Linked DNA regions of Mus musculus: all the other regions are linked to region 3. A link is a contact called in public ChIA-PET, HiChIP or PLAC-seq and promoter capture Hi-C data. All regions are on one chromosome and are shown on one strand. The core of a region is the stretch at or near the end of the contact, and the rest is flanking DNA. Distances in the headings are between cores, read along the strand shown. Region 1 overlaps Fancc (Fanconi anemia, complementation group C). Region 2 overlaps Fancc (Fanconi anemia, complementation group C). Region 3 holds the start of Aopep (aminopeptidase O). Region 4 holds the start of Fancc (Fanconi anemia, complementation group C). Region 5 holds the start of Zfp935 (zinc finger protein 935). Region 6 overlaps Fancc (Fanconi anemia, complementation group C). Region 7 overlaps Aopep (aminopeptidase O).

Region 1 (2,700 bases), core at 182-2,681, 350 kb before region 3:
TGAGCAGAGGCGCTGGTGTGTGCCACACTCCAGGAAGGTGTCTTCCTAAGTATTAATGCAGGCATTTTGTGTAGCTGGGTTTGGGAGCTTTAACTCCTTTATAGTCAGCAGGAAACTGAATCCAGGCTGAACTGTGTCACAGTACACAGGCATAGTTGGATTATGGAGTTTGCTGGTGTTTGTGCCTTTAACTTACAGCAGTTAAGTCATGGTTAGTCACTTGGCTGCAAGTGCTATGCGACAGTTTCCTCTGCTGGTTATACTTGTGGTACAAAAGCATATTTGTCCTTCTTGGGTAACACCTGCAACTGTGTTCTTCTGCTTTGGCTAACTGAATCAGATCATGACTTTTTCTATAGTCGTATCTAATGTACTTTTGGGCTTAGTCGGGGACTCAAACCCTTCAGACACTGTCCTGTCACTTGTAAGAATCTTCCTGGAGAGGCAGAGGTTCACACAAAGCTGCTTGCAGATTGATGGACATCAAAGCAGAGTCCATAGCTACAGGAGCTGACATAGCCTGAGCTCTGTGTGCTGTGAGTGGTGCTGTATCCCAGCCATGTACTAGCACACTATCAGGAAGAGCCCCTTTGCCAGGTGTGCTAGGCATGTCAGCTGTGCATGGCACACTGTGGAAGAGTGAGAGAGGAGCAGTAACAGCCACTCCCAATGGGTGGAGCATAGGTTGCTTGGGTCTGTCAGATGATGCTGAGTGGTAGACTGTTTTCCCATTCTTTATTCCTCGTGTTTCCCATAGGAAGCAAAAGTAAATCTTTATAATATAGAATGGAAATACGTTATGAAGAAAAAAGGCTTATCTTTCACTTCAGAGACACACATCTCCCCTATAGAAGCTTCTAGACTCAGAAGGCATATGAGAGGGAAGTCAATGTGGACAAACAGGATTGAGTTTGGGGTATGCAGATCAGAAAGAGGGGAAAGGTGAGACTTCTCCAGATGCTATCAACTGAGATGGTGGCCACCCTAGGAACTGATCCTCTCAGTGGGAAAGTCCTGTGGTACCTTTCTCATGGTTACCCTTGTGGTCCAGAGATCTCACACAAAACTCCTGTGGGCTGCTGTCTGAGACAGGTGGCACTGATTGGACCTGAACTTGCAGGTTAGACGCAGCTCTCAGAGACCCACAAAGTCAGTTGTGGGAATTCTCTGAACAGGACAGAACATGGATGTGATGTTCTACACTGTATCTGCCTCAGAAGCTCTGGGCTTCTGTGAAACACAGCAATGGGCCACTCTTGAAACAAGCAGGAGTCTCAGCATGAAATAAATATTTTTTATGCAAAAACAACCCACGGACTTAGAACAACTACTGTTATTATGTGGATTCCACAGCCTTGTGCCCTCTGCTTAAGCTGTGACTTGTAGGAACAACTGTCCCAGTGTTTACAACAAAACAAACGAGCTTGTGTGTGCCCGGCCTGTGCTTCCCTCACATAGCCCAGGCAGGGGCAGCCCTGCATTCTTATCAGCACCGCCCAGTGGGGCCTGGGACTCTAATTGATTATGGCTTATGGTCAGGGGTCTTCAAGGGGCCGTTTGCATTTTTCCCACAGTAAGAAAATTCTGACTACCTTCTGCTGAGGACTTGCCTTCATTTCCTTCCATACAAAAAAAGGTCAGGTGCTGGCATGATGCCCTGGCTCCTTGGTGGGCAAGATGAAAGAACGGCAGGAAATTTCCATTACGTTCATTTAGGTTTATATGGAGCTGTGTGTGAACTAGTGTGTTGGGTACCCGGCTGTTTCTCTCTCTGGAGCGTGAAAGCATCAAGTCAGTCCTAGAGTCTCTTATGTCCTGAGTCTCTCTAATGTCTCAAGCCGCTGTACTTGTATTCCCCAGGTGGAGCTGAAGGTATTAATCAACCGTCTCCTGATGCTGCTCAGAAGCGGCCCCCTCTCAGCTACTGATCTGCAGGAAGCAGCTGAGAGTCCCAGTGGAGACCCCAGACCACCTGTATGTGGACAGCTGGTCAGACGCCTTCTTCTTAGTCTCTTGCTCTGGACCCCAGAAGGCCATGCAATTGTCTGGGAAGCTGTCACCCATGTAAGTTGCTCTCTTTTTCCAACCTGTACTTCAGTTCACTCTCTTCGTGGAGGTAGATTATCTCCTTAAGGGTCCGACTTTTGAGATCACAGGCCCAGGATGCTGCCCCAGGATATGGAGATCCACAAGGCCACAGCACAGACCCAGAGCCCACCTGTGCTGTACAGAGGTATGTGGAGGAGAAGGCATGCTTGCAGAAAGGATGTCACCTTGTAGGCACACTTGCAGGCGCTGCTGGCACCACCCACACTGAGAGCTGGGTGCCCCGCATCCCATGTTATGGTCACTCTCTGCCATGTCCTGGGGCGAGAAGTCCAGCTTCAGGGACAACATGCTCCTAGTAGCCATCGTGCTACTGTAACAGGTCAGAGCTTACTTCAGAGAAAGCATTGTTTAGTATATCAGTTTTCTTGTTGCAGTGACAAAATCTGAGAAAAACAGCTACAAGGGAGGAGTCAAGAAGAGTTAGTGTTTTACTTCACTAAGCTTAGTGGTGCTGGGCCCACCCATGGTCAGGCAGATCCCTGTGGCAACAATGTGTGGCAGTGACTGTCTACCTAGGGTGCACAGAAAACACAGGATCCAAACATCCCTAAGGACTTCCCCGTGACCCACTTCCCTCAGATAGTCCCTGCT
Region 2 (2,700 bases), core at 139-2,638, 430 kb before region 3:
GCTAAGTACAACAGTCACATCTTTACTCTGAGGTATCAGTTTGACCTAAAGAATTCTTTGAAAGTTATGAGTCTGGAAACTAATGTGTGTTAGGCAAGACAGCACCTCCTGGTACTTTATTTAAGCTGACAGGGAAAAATGAATGCCCCTCAAAATGGCCTGGTGAGTTTACTCAGATTTATTAATTACTGAGAAAGCATAAGCTTAATGCTTGTTTTTAAAGCCCTAAAAATTATGAAGGGTTGGGTGCTCTCAGTGAATGTAGAGATCTCCGTAGTTAGTCCTGTCCAGTGCCTTTCATAACAAAGCCATTGGAAGCACTATTAGCTTACAGGAGGCTGAAAGGTGAACTCTGGATGTCTTTGAGAATACTGCAGGGGCTGGGTATGTCTACCTCCCCTCTCTTCCACCACAGGGTCTGCATTGCTGTGGCTATCCTGTCTGCTAACAGCTTCAGTTTCTAAAGTTAAGGTTTTTTTCTAATTGTGCTCTGAGTCTCTACCTGGAACAGATTTGGCTACCAGAAACATAGACAGATAGTAGTTATTTTGCTTTAAAGAGCTTGAAATTACTGATGTTTAAAATGTGAAATTAGAAACATGTTGAAGAGCCCAGCACTTTCAGCTCTTTCCATCCTTCTTGTTTGGCTTTAAAAACTGCTGCTGTTGCAGAAAGAGAGTTGACCACACAAGAGCTGGAGTGAGCTGAGCCCACAAGTAGAAAAGCCTCCGCTGAGCTTGTTTCTTGAGGTTTTCCTAAGCATGTTCTTAGGGTTTTTTTTCCCCTATTTGATAAAGTCTATTCATTTTAGTTTTCTTTTCTGCAGATGAAAGCCAAAAAATTGTAATATGGTGCTTATGTTGTCTGATGAACAAAGAACCTCGGACTTCTGCAGAGTCAGGACTTAACTCGTGGATCCGGGTAAGAGAGAAAATCCCTCTGCTGGCTCTGCTTTGACTTCAGGTGGTGATTTAAAGATACCCCACTCCCCTTCTTTCCCTTTATTGGCTCAATTCTGTCTGTCATGTTTTAAGGCAGTGGTTCTCAACTTATGGGTTGTGACCCCTTGGGGGTTGAACACAGGAGTCGTATATCTGATATCATGAATATTGGATATTTATATTATGATTCATAACAGTAGCAAGATTATTGTTACAAAGTAGCGATGAAATCATTAGGCGTCGGCATAACTTGAAGAATTGTATTAAAGGGTTGCAGTGTTAGGATGGTTGAGAACCTCTGGGTTAACAAGTGGCCTTTTACTGTTAGGTTTTCCCTGAGTGTTGAACTGTTTAGATTTCAGGTTTGCTTGGTTCCTGCAGTACTGCTCCTTATGATGAACCTCCCAGTGCTGACACCACTGCATGCTGGGTGGTTTCGAAAAATACTTGGTAATGATTAAAAGAATGTACTGGGTTTTCTGCCAGCTATTGCTGGAAGCACTGTTTCACCCTCTAAGCCTAGTTTAAGTCCTTACATAATTTTCTCCAAGAATGGCTCTGTTTCTCAGAATCTTTTTTGTGGTAAGTATGAGTTTAGATTGGAGGGGCTGGAGAGATGGCTCAGTGGTTAAGAGCAGTGGCTGAGGACCCAGGTTCAATTTCTAGCACCCTCATTGGCAGCTCACAACTGTTTGTGACTTTAGTTCCAGGGTATCCATGGCACCAGGCATGTATGAGGTGCACATATATGTGCATGTAGGTAAAATACTCATACATATAAAATAAGTCAATCTTTAAAAACAAAAACAAACAAGCAAGCAATACAAACAACCCAAAACTAATATCCGTGGAGCCCAGCCCTGTTTTTGTGTCTCAGAGTTGATGCCTAGGCCACTGCTACTCATGCTTTCAAAATCATTCATCATGGCAGCTGCCCAGAGAGCTGATTGGTTCCTGGTTTTTTCCCACCTTAGTTTCCTCTGAAATGGCAGGCACAAGCTGGAAACCTGATCTGGCTGGTTGCTTTTGCTGCTTTCTGTTGCCCCTACTATTCTACTATACGCCACAGCCTGAGGACTTGCTGATGCAGTACCACCAGGTTCACTCATTTTGAGCCATTCGTGGCTGTGAAATTGTCCAGGTAGATTGGTACATAGGGTTTGGCCCATTGATGGTAGGTGATACATCACCTCCTTTATGTGTCCTTTAGACAAAATTGGTGATGGTGATGATAAATACAGTATTGTACTTTCTGTTGAATTGGAAGAAGAGAAGGTACACAAGGAGTGGAAAGGATTGGGCAAGGGAAGAAATGAATACAGAATTTAGTTTGAAGAAAAATTCAGGTAAAGAACCGAAGAAAGGAACTGATGAATCGAGTTAGAGGAGAAAAGCTATAGGAATAGAACAATACCTAGCCTTCAACAAAATATATTGTCTTTCATTTTTTGATCATTGTGTTTTATAGAATGTTTGCTGTTTTAAGAACAGTTACTTAGTGTGTAAGTTTGTATTGGATAGATCACTAAGTCCCAGAGTAGCCCATGTAGTAAATTGTTTCTGGGATGACTGGATTAACGTTGCACATTTAATATATGACTTTATTCATCTATTTTTAAAATTGTAGCCTATTTATTTTGTAGTTTATTCATTGTTTAATGCCTGGGGTAAGTGAGTACTGAGAGGTACTTAAATTAACACTAATGCAGAAGGTAAAATTCAAACAATTTCTCCCACTGGGGACCTAAGACTAGTGACC
Region 3 (2,700 bases), core at 18-2,517:
AGAAGAAGAAGAAGAAGAAGAAGAAGAAGAAGAAGAAGAAGAAGCAGCTGCTGCTGCTGCTTCGGCGGCATCTCAGGCTGAAAACCACCTGCTGTGTAAGCACGAGGACGCAAGTTCGGTCCCCAGAACCTGAGTGGAAAGTTTCAGGTCTGTGATTCCAGTGCTGGGGAGATAGAGGCGGGCATTTTCAAGAGTTGCTGGCTAAACCAATCTACCTGGCAAGCTCTAGGCCAGTGAGAGAACCTGTCTCAAAAACACATAAACAAAAAACGGTGGCCAGCATCTATGAAACCACAGTTGATGTTATCCCTTGTCTCCACATGCGTACACGTATTGCACACGTGCATGTGTGTGTTACACACACAATTCATATGGTCAGATGGGTGAATAAACGTATGGAATCACATATGACTAATGTAAAAAGCCTGGAATTTGACCACTGATGGTGGTTATTTTTAAAGGGGAGGAAGAGGAGAGGAGAGAGAGAGACCTTGAAGCCATGCATAACCTTGAATTTAAACTTGCCCTTTGCTTTTGGTTACTGGGAATTTTTCACCCAGTCAATTTGATGGAGCTGAGCCTCAGTTATTTTCTCTGTAAGGCAAACATAATAGTTCATAACTTGCAATACTGCATGAACTAAGGAGACAATGAAATGTAAGTGCAGGGCACAATCCCTGGAGTCTAAAAGACAAGTCGACAGTAAACAATATTATTCTCTGTAGCTCCCAATACGGGACAACCTAATCTTTACCAACTAGGAAATCACTAGCAGCCTTCTCAAATCACACGGAGCACAACACACCCTTCTGAAATGAATGCGCTAGTTGCACGTGGAAACAAAACAAAAGCACGAGGGATCAGAATTGAATTCAGCATCAACACGAGCCCAGTTGTCACCTTTGAAAACAGCTCTAAGCACCGCTCCGCTGGCCGGTGTGGTTTCCGTCTACCATGAGCACCACCTTTGCAGGTAGCGGTCGCCGCAAGTGCTGAGCGCTAATACTGCGGCTACAATTTATGTGACAGCATCCCAAGGGCTCGCCCCAGACAAGTCAGACAGGATCCCACCGCCTCGCTTCACAAGAGGCGAACAGGATCCCACTGGCTCACCACAGGGCAAGACGGATCGGATCCTACCTGCTCACCCCACCAGAGGTCGTGGGTCCGCATAACCCGGAGCGGCTGCTTGACACCGGAGCTGCAGGTTACCTGTCTCAGCTGCGGTGCTGCTGCAGCTACACTTCCGCAGACTCCGGGTTACCACGGGCTACCAGGCAAACACTAATTGCGTCATCAACACGCGCCAGGGTCGGCCGCTTCCCCCTCCCACCCCCTGTAGGCCAGTTCCTCGGCCGCTACTGCGCAGGCGCAGGGCTGCTAGTGGCCACGGTATCAAGACTCCAGACGCGTGAACTACACGCACGCCTCACTGAAATACAAATGTGTCGTTTTTGCCTTTGAGACAGGTCTCTCTGTGTAGTTCTGAGTGGTCTGGAACCTACTATGTAGACCAGGCTGGCCTCGAACTCAGAGATCAGCCTGCCTCTGCTTCCTGAGTGCGCTGTTTATTCTTCATTCCACATTTCTGAAGCATATGATTGGACTTTACATATTCATCCCAGCACAGTGCCTTAAATAAGATCATACTATGCGCCATACAGACAGTTACAGTATCTGCGGCTACAAAAGTGGGCCAGTTGTGCTTGCCTTTGTAGAGACAATCTTTGGTTGAGAAAGCAAGTTCTGAATAGTTCAACAGAATATTCCCTTTTTAAAAATTCATTTAGTATGTGGGGTGGTGTGTAATTGTATGTATGTCTAGGTACACGAATGTACAAATGGACCCCCTTGGAACTGGAGCTGCAGAGATAGTTGTAAGCTACCCCGTGAGTGCTGTACACCAAACCCAGGTCTTCTGCAACAGCAGCCAATGCTCTTAACCACTGAGTTAAGCTGCACCACATCAGCTAATTCTCGTATGGATGTTCTTAGAGGTACACATATGGAAGTAAGTCTCTGAAAAATGGAAGGAAGTCAGAGCCACTTCACTACAGGAGGTCTAATACCCTCTGAGGAGACTCATTTAACTGGGAAGAGAGGGGAAGGCTATAAAGACCTGCGAGCAAAGCAGCTAGAAGGATCAGAAGCACCTAGTACATGCAGCTTGTGGCGCCCTTGAAGAACACAGGGTGAAACCAACAAGGCCCAAAGGCCCCATCCTGCAGCACATTTCTGGGCCACTGTAAGCAAGGAGCGTGGATTCTGTCGCCAGGGAAGAGTGAGTGACAGGAACTAGTTTTGAAACGCAGAGCAGGCTGCTGTGTGTGCTGGGCATGAAGCACACAGAAAGAAGGGACTGGTGAGATGTGATGGAGAAAAATGGATACATATAAAAGGTAATTTGGAAATTGATGTGACAGGTGGGAAGGATTAGATAAAAGTCTAGACAAAAAAAAAAGTTACTGAAAGTGAGTGCTAGAATAGATTTGTTGAACTCTATAGTGAGAACCAGGTTTGTTCCATCTTTCAATCCTGACTTCTTTGCCTTCCTGTTACCCAACACTGTAGGACCACACACACACACACACACACACACACACACAGTTTCCCCTTTCCGTAACTCTTTCCTTCTTGGACTCCTTATGTTACCATCCCCAAGCCTTCAGCAGGCTTGCAATTCTAAGAGGAGAGGCATGT
Region 4 (2,700 bases), core at 168-2,667, 470 kb before region 3:
TTTTTTTTGACTAAAATGACATATTAAAAGGCTTGATGCCACTTGATCCCATAAAGCAGGGCATGTTACTTTGGGATCAGGTTCCCCTGGGGTCTCCCTTTAAATTTTGATGTTGTTATTTTGTGTGTGTGGATATTATGACTTATTAATGTTTGTGCAGTGTGGTGCCGAAGGAGGCCAGAAGAGGGCATCAGATCCCTTGGACAGGGGTTACTAATAATTGTGAGCTGCCATGTGGATGCTGTGACTCAAACTCAGGTTCTCTGGAAGAGCAGCCAGTGCTCTTAATGGCTAAGCTATCTGTTACACCGCTCCCTTAATTAAAGCATACAGGTAATCTAATTCAGCAGTTGTTTTTCTACAACCCAATGTCTTTCGGCTAGTCTTTATTCTTCTCTTTCAAATTCAATTTACAATAAACAGAAAGATCGTGGATTAAAGGAGTGTGCTAGGGCTAAGCCACACGTGTAGAGATAGTTTTTTCTAGTATACAACCTCGGGATTCACAGTATGATCAAATATCCTGCAACAGAGTATTTAAATAAGAGCTATTTATTACAGGCATATATTCCTCCCTACATGTTATTTTTAAGGCACTAAGTTGTGGTCTTATTACAACGAATGGTTCTTAGGCACTAATTAAAAAAAAAAATTTAAGCCGGGCGTGGTGGCACACGCCTTTAATCCCAGCACTCGGGAGGCAGAGGCAGAGGCAGAGGCAGGCAGATTTCTGAGTTGGAGGCCAGCCTGGTCTACAAAGTGAGTTCCAGGACAGCCAGGGCTATACAGAGAAACCCTGTCTCGAAACAAACAAACAAACCAAAAAAATCTAAAAGTTTAAGGTTATCCTGACTCTTCCCCAATTCAAACATCTGTAAATAACCATGCAGATCTAAATTTGAAAATCTTTAAGAAAGGGCTGGCAAGATGGCTCGCTCATCAGGTAAAAGCTCCTACCACCAAGTTGAAGACTGGGTACCTGCATTAGTGAGAGAACTGATTCCCACAAACTGACCTCTAGGTTCACCTGGCATGCACACAAATGTAATGTTAAAAATTCAAGAATAAAAGATAAGCCATGTCTCACTTGACAAGAAGTTTCCACTTATGTGGCGTAAATGCAACTTTGAACCGATTTGAACCTGAACTAAGCAGTACATGGGCCTGACTAGGGATTGGAGCGATCACTAACCACAGACAAAACTCGTTTGTGGTTGGGCCCAGCAGGCTTGAACCCTATGTGGAGTTTGACCTATCTGGCAACTCCCGTCTCTCAAGAACCACATTCCAGGGCTCTCTCTTCTCTAAAGCCCTCACTCGGCGCCGCGAGTTAGCTATAGCCCGTAGTCGCCCACTTCCTCCAGGAGAGATTCAGATCTTCCCATCATGCCGCGGGAGCGCGCTGGGCCCCAGAGTGCACTGCGCGTGCGTGCGAGCGCGCGCGCAGCCCCACTCCCTTGCGGCCGCGGGAAAATTCCAAACACGTCAAAACAAAAAAAGTTCCGTGAGGCTGTGCCAAGTTTTCAAGCCGCAGAAGCCGGGCGGTGGCTTCTTTTCCGCCGCGGCCCAGTCTGCTGAGGCAGCTCTGGGTGAGGACCACCCGGGAAGACCGCCGTTTCCTGCTAGGGCAGAGAAGACTCGCGAGAACGTGCGCCCGAGTCTCAACGTGGGCGAGCCGCGCTCCCGCGGCGCGGTGGAGCTGAGGCAGGACGGTGAGAAGCTACGGTGGGCGGGTGCGAGCCGCGGGAGGGCGGGGCGGGATGTGGGGGGTTGGGGGGGGGGGAAGATATAGCCCGGCAGGAGGCGGGGCCTGGCGGGAGGCGGGGCTAGAGCCAGGTGGGAGGTGAGGCCGACGGTGAGGGGCGTGGCTAATCGGGGAGTTGAACCCAGCTTGGCAGTGGCCGACAGACGCGGTGGGCGTGACCACACGGAAACTGATCTCGGCGGGAGCCCGCACGACTTAGAGGGGCCGCTCCACAAGGGAGAGGAGCCGGAGGGGGGCTGCGCCATCGCAGATGAGCCCGGCGGGGCGGGACCGACAGTGAGGGGTGGGGTCTAAGGCCCAAGGTGAAGCTTGGTGAGCTTGGCTCGCGGCGATGGTAGAGAGGCATCTGTCCTTTACCCTTCGTCCCCATTTATTTTTATTTTTATTGTTTTAAGCAAATCCTCTCCCTCTGGTTTCAACGTAGCCGCAGGTACTTTTGGAAGGACTGGGGCAAAGGTGAAGCTTATTGCTCGCCATCCATTAGAGCAGCTCTGCTCAGGGTCTCAAGATCGCCCTCCCACAGCTGCTTGAGTGACAGGCCCAGAGGCCCATTCAAGGCCTGAGAGTGTTTAATGCTTGTGTCTTGCTGTCTTGCTGCCTTACTGGAACAGTTTTTAGGTGCTTGGGCTTGGAGGGGGTGCTGGATGAAAATCTTGGAACAGGCCAATGATATTGAAGACCTCTGTGTGCCTGGACTTTTCCTCTAGTATGAGATGATTCGAAAAATCCCATCCCTCATTAAATTAATCTAAGCGGGTGTGACCGACGTGAGATACCTATTTGTGGATGGCCCTCGCCTTTAGGGTGCTTCCAAATGGCAGATTTAACGCTCACAATTGAACAACTGGCGGTTATGTGTGTGTATGTAGAGGCCAGAGGTGGTGTCAGGAGTGCCCCATCTTTCCCTCCTTATTCGTCCCCCGCCTCTCCTCACA
Region 5 (2,700 bases), core at 156-2,655, 500 kb after region 3:
TTCAAATCCCAGCAACCACATGGTGATTCACAACTATCCATAATGAGATCTGGAGTGTCTGAAGTCAGCTACAGTGTAATTATGTATAATAATAATAAGAAATAAATCTTTGGGCGAGAGCAAGCAGGGACTAAGTGAGTGGGACTGACCAGAGTGAAGCAGAGGTCTGAAAAATTCAATTCTCCACAGCCACATGAAGGCTCACAACCATCTGTACAGCTACAGTGTACTCATATACATAAAAAATAAATATATAAATCTAAAAAGAAAGAATCTGGATAAAAACTGAACTTCCTGTTAACTGATGTTGCCACCAATGTAATTATTTCAAATGACTGTAGTTACAGGAGTTCAGTTACTTAAAACCAAAGAGATGGGCACTGTGAATGTTTTTATTATTTTCACCATTTAAGATGGGAAAACCCTTATTTACTCTGGAGGTTTTGGTTAAGTAGAAAAAAAATTAATCTAGGCCAGAACTTCTGCTGTGAGCCTACATATATAAAGGATATTGAAGATGGTAGTTCTTTCTCTTTCTCTTCTTCCCACATACTGGCCAGCAAGGTCTCTTTATTTTTCTAGCATTAAGGCTCCATCTTTGGAATGCTGAAAAATACTAAAGACCAGCTGAGACATAAAGGCACTACTGTTTTCTTCAAATCTCCGTTGGTACAGTCATTGATTTACCAGTGGGGCCACATTCTGTGAGCCATTCTTATCTATCCACTTTCTGCATACTTAAAGATATCCATGCTCTGAGTTCTGTTCATCTGGAAAACCTTTACTAATACAGATATGTTTTTTCACCTTCCCACGTAGGAAGATGTGCTGGCTAACAATAGTGCTCCATAGTGATTGGCAACCATCCCCTGCTTTTCTCCCAGGGTTGTCTGGAGTCTCATCTGTAGCAATTGCATATTAGCTGCGATTTTCCTGATGTCAGTGTAAAATGAGAGAAGCAAACATCACATTTTATGTCCTAAAAATCTCTCTTTAATTGTAATTATCCTTGGAACCTATAGTTCATTCTGCTCCAAGTTGAATAATGTACTGTGCAAGGTGTGGCTCTTGATTCCTTGGTGGAGGAGGGGGGCGGAGCGAGGAGAAGCAGAACCGGCGGCGGCCTTGGAGGAGCAGGAAGAAGAAATTCCTGCTGAGTTCTGGATGACAGAAAGATAGACTATTGTTGGACAGGACTGAAAGAAAGTCTTGCAGATCTCAAAAGGGTCAGCATCTGGATAAGAAACCCGAGCTGGGAAGCCCTAAGCTGTGTGCCTTCAGCGCACTGTAACCCTAAGGGAGGTGCTCATGTCAATCAAGTCTCACTAGCCAATCAGGGCCTCCGGATAGGCAGGGCAATAGAAGTAGAGGCGTGTTCTTCCGTGTGCCTTGTTCCGGTGCTCTGTGTTCCTTTCCGTTTCGAGCAGGCTGAAAGCTTGGTCTGATTTGTTTTAATCTCTGCTGCCAGGGGCCTTAGGGAATTGCCAGCGATCTACGACGTGGCGACATGGTGAGCGTGTGACCACTGCCCTTAACCGGAAGGAGCAGGGGTCTAAGAAGCTGGAGTCGGGGTGACGGGATGCAGGGGACCAGCCCTGGCCATTCTTGGTTCCTCTTCAGGCAGTGGAGGGGGAAGAGTGTCTGAGGTGACAAGACTTGGTTTTCAGGGATGTTTAGGGTTGCTGTTTAGTATTAAGACGTTTGCCTATCTTAAGTCTCAGTCGCGTTGCAGCAGAAGCTGACCTGCCCGAGTTCCTCTGAGGCAAGGCTGGACGCTGCGATCTCTGGTATTTAGAGCCTCCTCTTAAAAAGACAGGGGATTAAGTGAGTAGCTTTTGTTCTATCTCCACAGAAACTGGGCTGCTCTAACTTCCAGCTGCTAGTTGAAGTCACAGGAAGAAAAGTGGGACACTTTTAAACATGTCTTTAATCTTTATTTCCAAGTTCTTCTAAAAAGTTTCCTATGAAAGTTCTCTAAGGAAAGGGAGTGGGTGATTAAGTAAAGGAGTCATTGCTAGAGCCTTTCCCTCTTGTCCAGATGCCTCTTGCTTGATAAGCTTGGGGGAAGTTTGGAGCAATAAACTTCTCTTAAACCAGGAGAAGAGAGCCACCCTCACAGTAGAAAAGACTTTTACACAAGCAAATATGGATAAACTCACATAAATTCATAATACAAATTATTATACTTTTGAGCGGTTAGTTTGTTCCAATGTATGTTGAATTTTCAACTAGAGGGGACTCCTTTGCAGATATGTCTAATCCACTTGCACAGTTACTTCAGCTCAGAGTGTTGAGAAGCTGTGTGTTAGGTTACGTCTCTCCGCAGCTCACATTGCACGTAGGGGTGAGATCTAACTGTATCTTCTCTTTTTAGTGCTTTTTGTTTTTTGTTTTGTTTTGTTTTTGGATTTTTTTTGAGACAGGGTTCCTCTGTATACCTCTTGCTGGCCTGGAACTCACTCTGTAGACCAGATTGGCCTCGAACTCAGAAACCCGCCTGCCTCTTCCTCCCAAATGCTGGGATTAAAGGCGTGCGCCACCACTGCCTGGCCTAACTTTATCTTCTTATGTCATTATCTCTGCTAGGGAATAGCCTGCAATTTTTCAAAATCACTCTCCTTTACCAATAACCAGACCAACACCAAATGGCTTCTCATCTCTCTCTTTTATAGAAGATTCTGATGCTAGGAGTATTTGCTC
Region 6 (2,700 bases), core at 181-2,680, 390 kb before region 3:
TTCAAATCAGTTTATAAGGTTAGCCATCTACGGACAACACAGTCATACACATCTATGCAAAGAAAACAGGGTTAGTTGATATCTTTGGTGGATATGTGAGTAGTAGATCTATACAGAGCTTAGTACCACTAATTACCAGGGAAATGCAAACCAGAACTGCATAGCAGTTTATATAAATAAAGGTGTAAGGAGGCTGGATGTAGTATTGTATATATCTTTAACTTCAGCACTCAAGAGATAGAAGCAGGCAGATCTTTGAGTTCTGAGACTAGTCTGGTCTACTTAGTGAGCTCCAGGCCAACTAAAGCTACATAGTAAGATTCTGTCTCCAAAAAAAAAAGGGAGAAGAAGAAGAAGAAGAAAAAGAAGAAGAAGAAGAAGAAGAAGAAGTAGTAGTAGTAGTAGTAGTAGTAGTAGTAGTAGTAGTAGTAGTAGTAGTAAGGGAGGGAAGCGTTAGATAGCTTTAGTATGTTGTGTTGTGTTGTGTTGATGATGATGTGGAGAAATGACATCATGCACTGCTGGTGAGAATGCATTGTGGCATAGCTACTGTACACAAGCCATAGTGGTTCATTCACAAAGAAAAATAGATCTGGTGTGATGCTGCATGCCTGTGATCTCAGCACTTGGGAGGGGGGAGTCCGAGGGTCCAGAGTCCAAGGCCAGCTGTGGCTACATGAGACTTGGTCTTAAACAAGCAAGTAAATGGAGTTTCTGCATGGCCACTTCCACTTCTGCTTATATATTCAAAAGAATTGAAAAGATAATTTGCAAACCTATGTTGGTTGTATTTTACATACTAGCCAAGGGATAGAAGTAACCTCTATGCATCTTGTTAGATGAAAGCATGGCATAGACACAACTAAATTTTTATCATCCTTAAAAAAAAAAAAAAGAAAGAAAAAAGGAAAGCCCTGTTGAGTGCTCTGACATGGTCCATCTGACACTACACAATGAAATAAGCCAACCACCAAGAACAAATGCTGCCTTCCGCTCACCTGTAATATCCAGAGTAGCCAGTCTCTCAGAAGGTAGAATTCTGTTTGCCATGGGCTGGGAGGAAGGGAGGCAGGAGTTCTTGGTTGATAAAGAGTTTTAATTTTGTAAGATGTGGAAGTTGTGGAGATCTTTTGATAAGATGATGGTTTGAAAGGTTGATATAATGAGGGTTTTACTATCACCTGGGGATACTCTTTAAGTGTTGGTGATTTCAGGAAGATATAGGTTATTTTCAAGTAAGGCTAGAAGAGGTCCATGATAAATCTCCTTGCCACAGATCCTCTGGGCCCCTTTGTCTGCTTGGAACGGGTCTCTAGTCTCGGGTGGGCAAAGCGTCATATGAATTGACTGACAGATGCACACAGGAGAGGTTGTGTAGAATCTGAATGTAATGTCAAATGGAGCATCAGACTTTTTATACAGAGACAATAAGGAAGTTGGGTGGCACACTTGCAAGGTACAAAGAGGTTACTGGATTCTTACATAAAACAGAGGAATGCAAACACAGAAAGTCTAACAAGGACCACCTGGGATAGAATTCATTGTTAACAGCTGGGATCAACAAGGGTTCCACCTAAGATTCACTTAATCTTAGAAGCCAAGGTCAAGGGCTTCGTGCCCTTGCCATAGTTCCTATTTTAGTCTATTGTATAGTCCACCTTCCCCTTAGGCCATTGTAAATACGTGTGTGTATGGGTGTAACTCAGCTATAGTTCTAAGTATCTATTCTGGTTTCTCCTTCGGTCTGAAACTTCCTTCTTCCTTGGTGATGGTAAATTCCTGTGTAGGGGAGTGACTTAGCTTTTAATCAAAGTGATAGTGTAATACCAGAGGCTATTCTGAATGTCACTGAATAGCAACATTCTTACTGAATTCCAAGCCCATGGTCTTGCTCAAAGATGTTCTTAGGACTGTTGGAACACTGGTGAAGGCTTTAGCTATGTCAGAATTCAATCTTAAAAAGCACTTATAATAGGATAATACTAAAAGAGAGCATGTGGATCCATCCACTAGACTAACGCGGGAATGGAAAATTAATGTATGGGTTAGAGAGAACACCAGACTCCAGGAGTGAGTTTCCGTGAAACTCTTTTGCCTCGTGAGTAGCTTCCAAGCCTCAGCCTGTCAAGCTGACTCGACCGGAGAGCGTGGCATCTCCTTAACAATTTTAAAGTCACTTGGCATTGGTGGAGCACACCTTTAATCCCAGAACTCAGGAGGCAGAAGCAGGCAGATCTCTGAGTTCAAAGACTGGTCTACAGAGCGAGTTCTAAGACAACCAAGGCTACACAGAGAGACCCTGTCATGAAAAACAAAACAAAACAACAACAACAAAATTTAAAAGTCTACTATAAAATTAGGTAGAGCTTGGCTTATCAAAATACAGGCAAGCAATAGATATCCCTCTGAAGAAGTTCATGGCATTTGTGGATCCAGCCTGAGGCTTGTCAGATATCTAGAGATACAGTTCAAGAGGGAGTTATGTAGCTTTCCAGACAGCATTACAGTAAGTGTTAGGCTGTGACTAGTTGCCAGAGCAGTACTCCAAACGACTTCTGTGTAAGAAGTGAACTGCAAAAGGCTTGATGCTAAGCACATATTGCTAGAGCCATCATCCTGTATGGTTGTCTCTAGCCTCCCAGCTTTCTACAGCAAGCCACAGGACTATACCTTGAGATGACTCTTGCAAGGTTCACAGCA
Region 7 (2,700 bases), core at 188-2,687, 320 kb before region 3:
AACCACAGGTTGTACTCCAGAGATGGGCATACACTACCATTCTGCTTTCTTGCTTGGAACATGCTGTGCAGACCAGGCTGGCCTTAAACTCACCGAGACCCACCTGTGTGTCTCCCAGAATGCTGGGGTGAATGTGTGCTACTTACTGTGTCTAATTCTGACTCCTGTTGCATCCTGGTGGCTTTCTCCCCCTTTTTCTGTGGTAGTTTGAGACTAGTTTTACTATACAGGCCACGCTGGCTGGGAACTTGTCCTGATGTTCCTGCTCCTGTGTCCTGAAGATGACAGCCTTCCTTTCACGGTACAGAGCTTCACACTCTGTGTTCTCTCTCTCTCTCATCCTCTCTCTCTCTCATTCTCTCTCTCACTCACTCACTCTCTCTCTTTCACTCACTCTCTCACTCACTCTTTCACTCACTTTCACTCTCTCTCTCTCTCTCTCCCCCTCTCTCTCTCACTCACTCACACATATAAATCACTCACATGGATTTTTTTTTTTTTTTTTTCGAGACAGGGTTTCTCTGTGTAGCCCTGGCCGTCCTGGAACTCACTCTGTAGACCAGGCTGGCCTCGAACTCAGAAATTCGCCTGCCTCTGCCTCCCAAGTGTTGGGGTTAAAGGTGTGCGCCACCACTGCCTGGCATACATGGATTTTTTTAAATTTAGAAAACACAAACAGAAAAATGTCGAAGGTGCTTTAGACCAAGGTTATGGCCCAGTCTAAAATGTTTATGGTGGCCTTCACATACAAGCTGCCTGAAGTGAGCTGAGGGCTGAGTCACTAGGAGAGATGTGCATTGCATTTTGTCATGAGGGGCATGGCCAGCTGGAGCCACAGGTTGTGGCAGGTTCCCTTCTCAACCACACAGGCCTTCAGGCCAGTAGGAGGAATGGGAGGGCAGCCTTCCAGCAGGCCCTAGAAACACTCTCGCTATAATCACAGATTCCTTATTCAATACCAGACCCAGAGCTTGACAGTGACCTGCACAGAACACTGGAGGCCTTACTTACCTCACTCCTTCTCTGTGGAGGCTTGGCACATGACCCCGCTACTGAGGTCTCTTTGGCCATCTTTCAGGTGGCTCCTACTTATTCTGTATCTGAGAACCCTGACAACTGGATGGAATGCCCTTGCTTGCTCAGTTACAGGGGAATAGTGGAAACCAAGTTAGAAACCTCAAGGTTGTTTCCACCAAGGAACAACTCTTTCTCCTGTCGACTGTCTGTCACTCAAATGAAAGTTGCTAATGGTTCAACTTAGTTCCTGCGGCCTAGTCACCAGAAGGCACACTTAAAATTTGAAGTTTCTAGAAAACAACATGGTTGCTGAAAATCATGTTGATCTTCAGATTCAAAGTGATATTTTACAGGAACTTCAGTACAAGAAAAGCCACAAGCACAAGGAACTGCAGCCACACTTATGACGGAACCACAAGCACAAAGCCACTGCTTAGTTTGAAGTCCCTACTGCAGGAACCTCAATCCGCAGCCCCAGCAAGGGACACAGCTGCAAAATGCCATGCGAAGTGATCAGGAGCTGGGTTGGCAAGAGTCCTGAGGAGTCCTGAGCAGGACTGGTTATACTGAGAGACCTGAGGAGTCCTGAGCAGGACTGGTTATACTGAGAGACCTGAGGAGTCCTGAGAAGGACTGGTTATACTGAGAGTCCTGAGGAGTCCTGAGCAGGACTGGTTATACTGAGAGACCTGAGGAGTCCTGAGCAGGACTGGTTATACTGAGAGACCTGAGGAGTCCTGAGGAGGACTGGCTATACTGAGAGTCCTGAGGAGTCCTGAGCAGGACTGGTTATACTGAGAGACCTGAGGAGTCCTGAGCAGGACTGGTTATACTGAGAGTCCTGAGGAGTCCTGAGCAGGACTGGTTATACTGAGAGACCTGAGGAGTCCTGAGCAGGACTGGTTATACTGAGAGTCCTGAGGAGTCCTGAGCAGGACTGGTTATACTAAAGAGTCCTGAGGAGTCCTGAGGAGGACTGGTTATACTGAGAGTCCTGAGGAGTCCTGAGCAGGACTGGTTATACTGAGAGACCTGAGGAGTCCTGAGCAGGACTGGTTATACTGAGAGACCTGAGGAGTCCTGAGCAGGACTGGTTATACTGAGAGTCCTGAGGAGTCCTGAGCAGGACTGGTTATACTAAAGAGTCCTGAGGAGTCCTGAGGAGGACTGGTTATACTGAGAGACCTGAGGAGTCCTGAGGAGGACTGGTTATACTGAGAGACCCAGGTTAAGTTTAGCACAGCTCTCCTGGCTTTTACAGCAGCACTCACCCATGTGTCCGCAGGTATGTGGCTTTTTATTGTGTGCTTGTCTCAACAACAAAGTTGAAGAGCTGTTGCAGAAACAATGTGGCCTAAACTATGAACTCTCCAGTCTTTTAGAGACAACATTTGCTGGCCACTATCCTGACATGTGCTGGATTTATACATCTTTCTTGTCTTGTGTAGCCATCTCCTCTTGTCTTCAGTGTTGCTTCCTTTGAGGGGCCTTTCTTGAATACTTGGCTTAGAGATGTTTGCCCTGTGTGTCTCCTCTTCACCCTGTATCACCCCTTCATAGCCCTCGGCTGAGGCTACCTTGTTTACCCAATGAGCTGACAGACAAATAAATGCAAGTTTCCTATGGGTGAGCCTGACTCGAGTACACCATTTCTTTCTCAGTGTGTAGATGTTAAGTGTAAAT

The links. Promoter capture Hi-C pulls out the DNA fragments that hold promoters and counts their contacts. ChIA-PET counts read pairs in DNA pulled down with a chosen protein or histone mark. HiChIP or PLAC-seq counts read pairs in DNA pulled down with a chosen protein or histone mark. Capture Hi-C pulls out chosen DNA fragments and counts their contacts.
Region 1: a contact with region 3 is called in an H3K4me3 HiChIP or PLAC-seq map of stem cell-derived neural progenitor cells, with 34 read pairs. The contact joins the enhancer-like site here to the promoter of Aopep in region 3. A contact is called at or near these places in 16 of 39 promoter capture datasets (3T3-L1-derived adipocytes, the C10 cell line, the HPC-7 cell line and 12 more), 5 of 484 Hi-C or Micro-C datasets (Sertoli cells, bone marrow-derived macrophages, cerebral cortex and 1 more), 24 of 115 datasets of contacts at active chromatin or transcription factors (the 230-238 cell line, DN3 thymocytes, T-cell acute lymphoblastic leukemia and 17 more) and 4 of 9 other capture datasets (adipose tissue, embryonic stem cells, liver and 1 more).
Region 2: a promoter capture Hi-C map of liver shows a contact between it and region 3, with 2.9 times the contacts expected there. The contact joins the enhancer-like site here to the promoter of Aopep in region 3. A contact is called at or near these places in 9 of 39 promoter capture datasets (the C10 cell line, the HPC-7 cell line, cranial neural crest and 5 more), 4 of 115 datasets of contacts at active chromatin or transcription factors (the 230-238 cell line, acute myeloid leukemia, bone marrow-derived macrophages and 1 more) and 1 of 9 other capture datasets (liver).
Region 4: a contact with region 3 is called in an H3K27ac HiChIP or PLAC-seq map of microglia, with 9 times the contacts expected there. The contact joins the promoter of Fancc here to the promoter of Aopep in region 3. A contact is called at or near these places in 5 of 39 promoter capture datasets (the C10 cell line, hippocampal neurons, liver and 1 more), 4 of 484 Hi-C or Micro-C datasets (CD4 T cells, LSK cells, natural killer cells and 1 more), 15 of 115 datasets of contacts at active chromatin or transcription factors (the 230-238 cell line, CD8 T cells, acute myeloid leukemia and 8 more) and 3 of 9 other capture datasets (adipose tissue, embryonic stem cells and liver).
Region 5: a contact with region 3 is called in a promoter capture Hi-C map of liver, with 4 times the contacts expected there. The contact joins the promoter of Zfp935 here to the promoter of Aopep in region 3. A contact is called at or near these places in 1 of 115 datasets of contacts at active chromatin or transcription factors (the 230-238 cell line) and 2 of 9 other capture datasets (adipose tissue and liver).
Region 6: a contact with region 3 is called in an H3K27ac HiChIP or PLAC-seq map of embryonic stem cells, with 3 times the contacts expected there. The contact joins the enhancer-like site here to the promoter of Aopep in region 3. A contact is called at or near these places in 9 of 39 promoter capture datasets (the C10 cell line, cranial neural crest, embryonic stem cells and 5 more), 11 of 115 datasets of contacts at active chromatin or transcription factors (the SCID.adh cell line, acute myeloid leukemia, bone marrow-derived macrophages and 5 more) and 3 of 9 other capture datasets (embryonic stem cells, liver and pancreatic islet).
Region 7: an RNA polymerase II ChIA-PET map of memory CD8 T cells shows a contact between it and region 3, with 58 read pairs. The contact joins the enhancer-like site here to the promoter of Aopep in region 3. A contact is called at or near these places in 13 of 39 promoter capture datasets (the 3T3-L1 cell line, the C10 cell line, the HPC-7 cell line and 8 more), 4 of 484 Hi-C or Micro-C datasets (bone marrow-derived macrophages, embryonic stem cells and muscle stem cells), 16 of 115 datasets of contacts at active chromatin or transcription factors (acute myeloid leukemia, bone marrow-derived macrophages, cardiomyocytes and 11 more) and 4 of 9 other capture datasets (adipose tissue, embryonic stem cells, liver and 1 more).

The regions. Positions count from the first base shown.
Region 1 is chr13:63,316,717-63,319,416 of GRCm38.p6, reverse strand. Fancc (Fanconi anemia, complementation group C) reads left to right here. Exons shown (of 15, transcript NM_007985.3): 14 at 1,861-2,064. It also overlaps a transcript of Aopep not described here. Among named protein-coding and RNA genes, the nearest start is that of Mir3074-1, 17 kb to the right of the region's middle. Within about 2 kb of position 1,431, at least 38 of the 459 cell types and tissues checked have an H3K27ac peak or open chromatin away from gene starts, as enhancers often do. A contact at or near this core is called in Th17 cells, forebrain, neural stem cells and 1 more, where this site is marked.
Region 2 is chr13:63,396,304-63,399,003 of GRCm38.p6, reverse strand. Fancc (Fanconi anemia, complementation group C) reads left to right here. Exons shown (of 15, transcript NM_007985.3): 4 at 827-921. Among named protein-coding and RNA genes, the nearest start is that of Fancc, 34 kb to the left of the region's middle. Within about 2 kb of position 1,388, at least 14 of the 459 cell types and tissues checked have an H3K27ac peak or open chromatin away from gene starts, as enhancers often do. A contact at or near this core is called in liver, where this site is marked.
Region 3 is chr13:62,963,460-62,966,159 of GRCm38.p6, reverse strand. It overlaps Aopep (aminopeptidase O), which reads right to left and starts at 1,267. Exons shown (of 16, transcript NM_001289926.1): 1 at 1,141-1,267.
Region 4 is chr13:63,430,462-63,433,161 of GRCm38.p6, reverse strand. It overlaps Fancc (Fanconi anemia, complementation group C), which reads left to right and starts at 1,417. Exons shown (of 15, transcript NM_007985.3): 1 at 1,417-1,712.
Region 5 is chr13:62,465,517-62,468,216 of GRCm38.p6, reverse strand. It overlaps Zfp935 (zinc finger protein 935), which reads left to right and starts at 1,405. Exons shown (of 4, transcript NM_178875.4): 1 at 1,405-1,510. The coding sequence starts at 1,508.
Region 6 is chr13:63,352,266-63,354,965 of GRCm38.p6, reverse strand. The region is part of intron 6 of Fancc (Fanconi anemia, complementation group C); the gene reads left to right. Among named protein-coding and RNA genes, the nearest start is that of Mir3074-1, 52 kb to the right of the region's middle. Within about 2 kb of position 1,430, at least 10 of the 459 cell types and tissues checked have an H3K27ac peak or open chromatin away from gene starts, as enhancers often do. A contact at or near this core is called in embryonic stem cells, where this site is marked.
Region 7 is chr13:63,283,723-63,286,422 of GRCm38.p6, reverse strand. The region is part of intron 14 of Aopep (aminopeptidase O); the gene reads right to left. Among named protein-coding and RNA genes, the nearest start is that of Gm16907, 12 kb to the left of the region's middle. Within about 2 kb of position 1,437, at least 20 of the 459 cell types and tissues checked have an H3K27ac peak or open chromatin away from gene starts, as enhancers often do. A contact at or near this core is called in effector CD8 T cells and memory CD8 T cells, where this site is marked.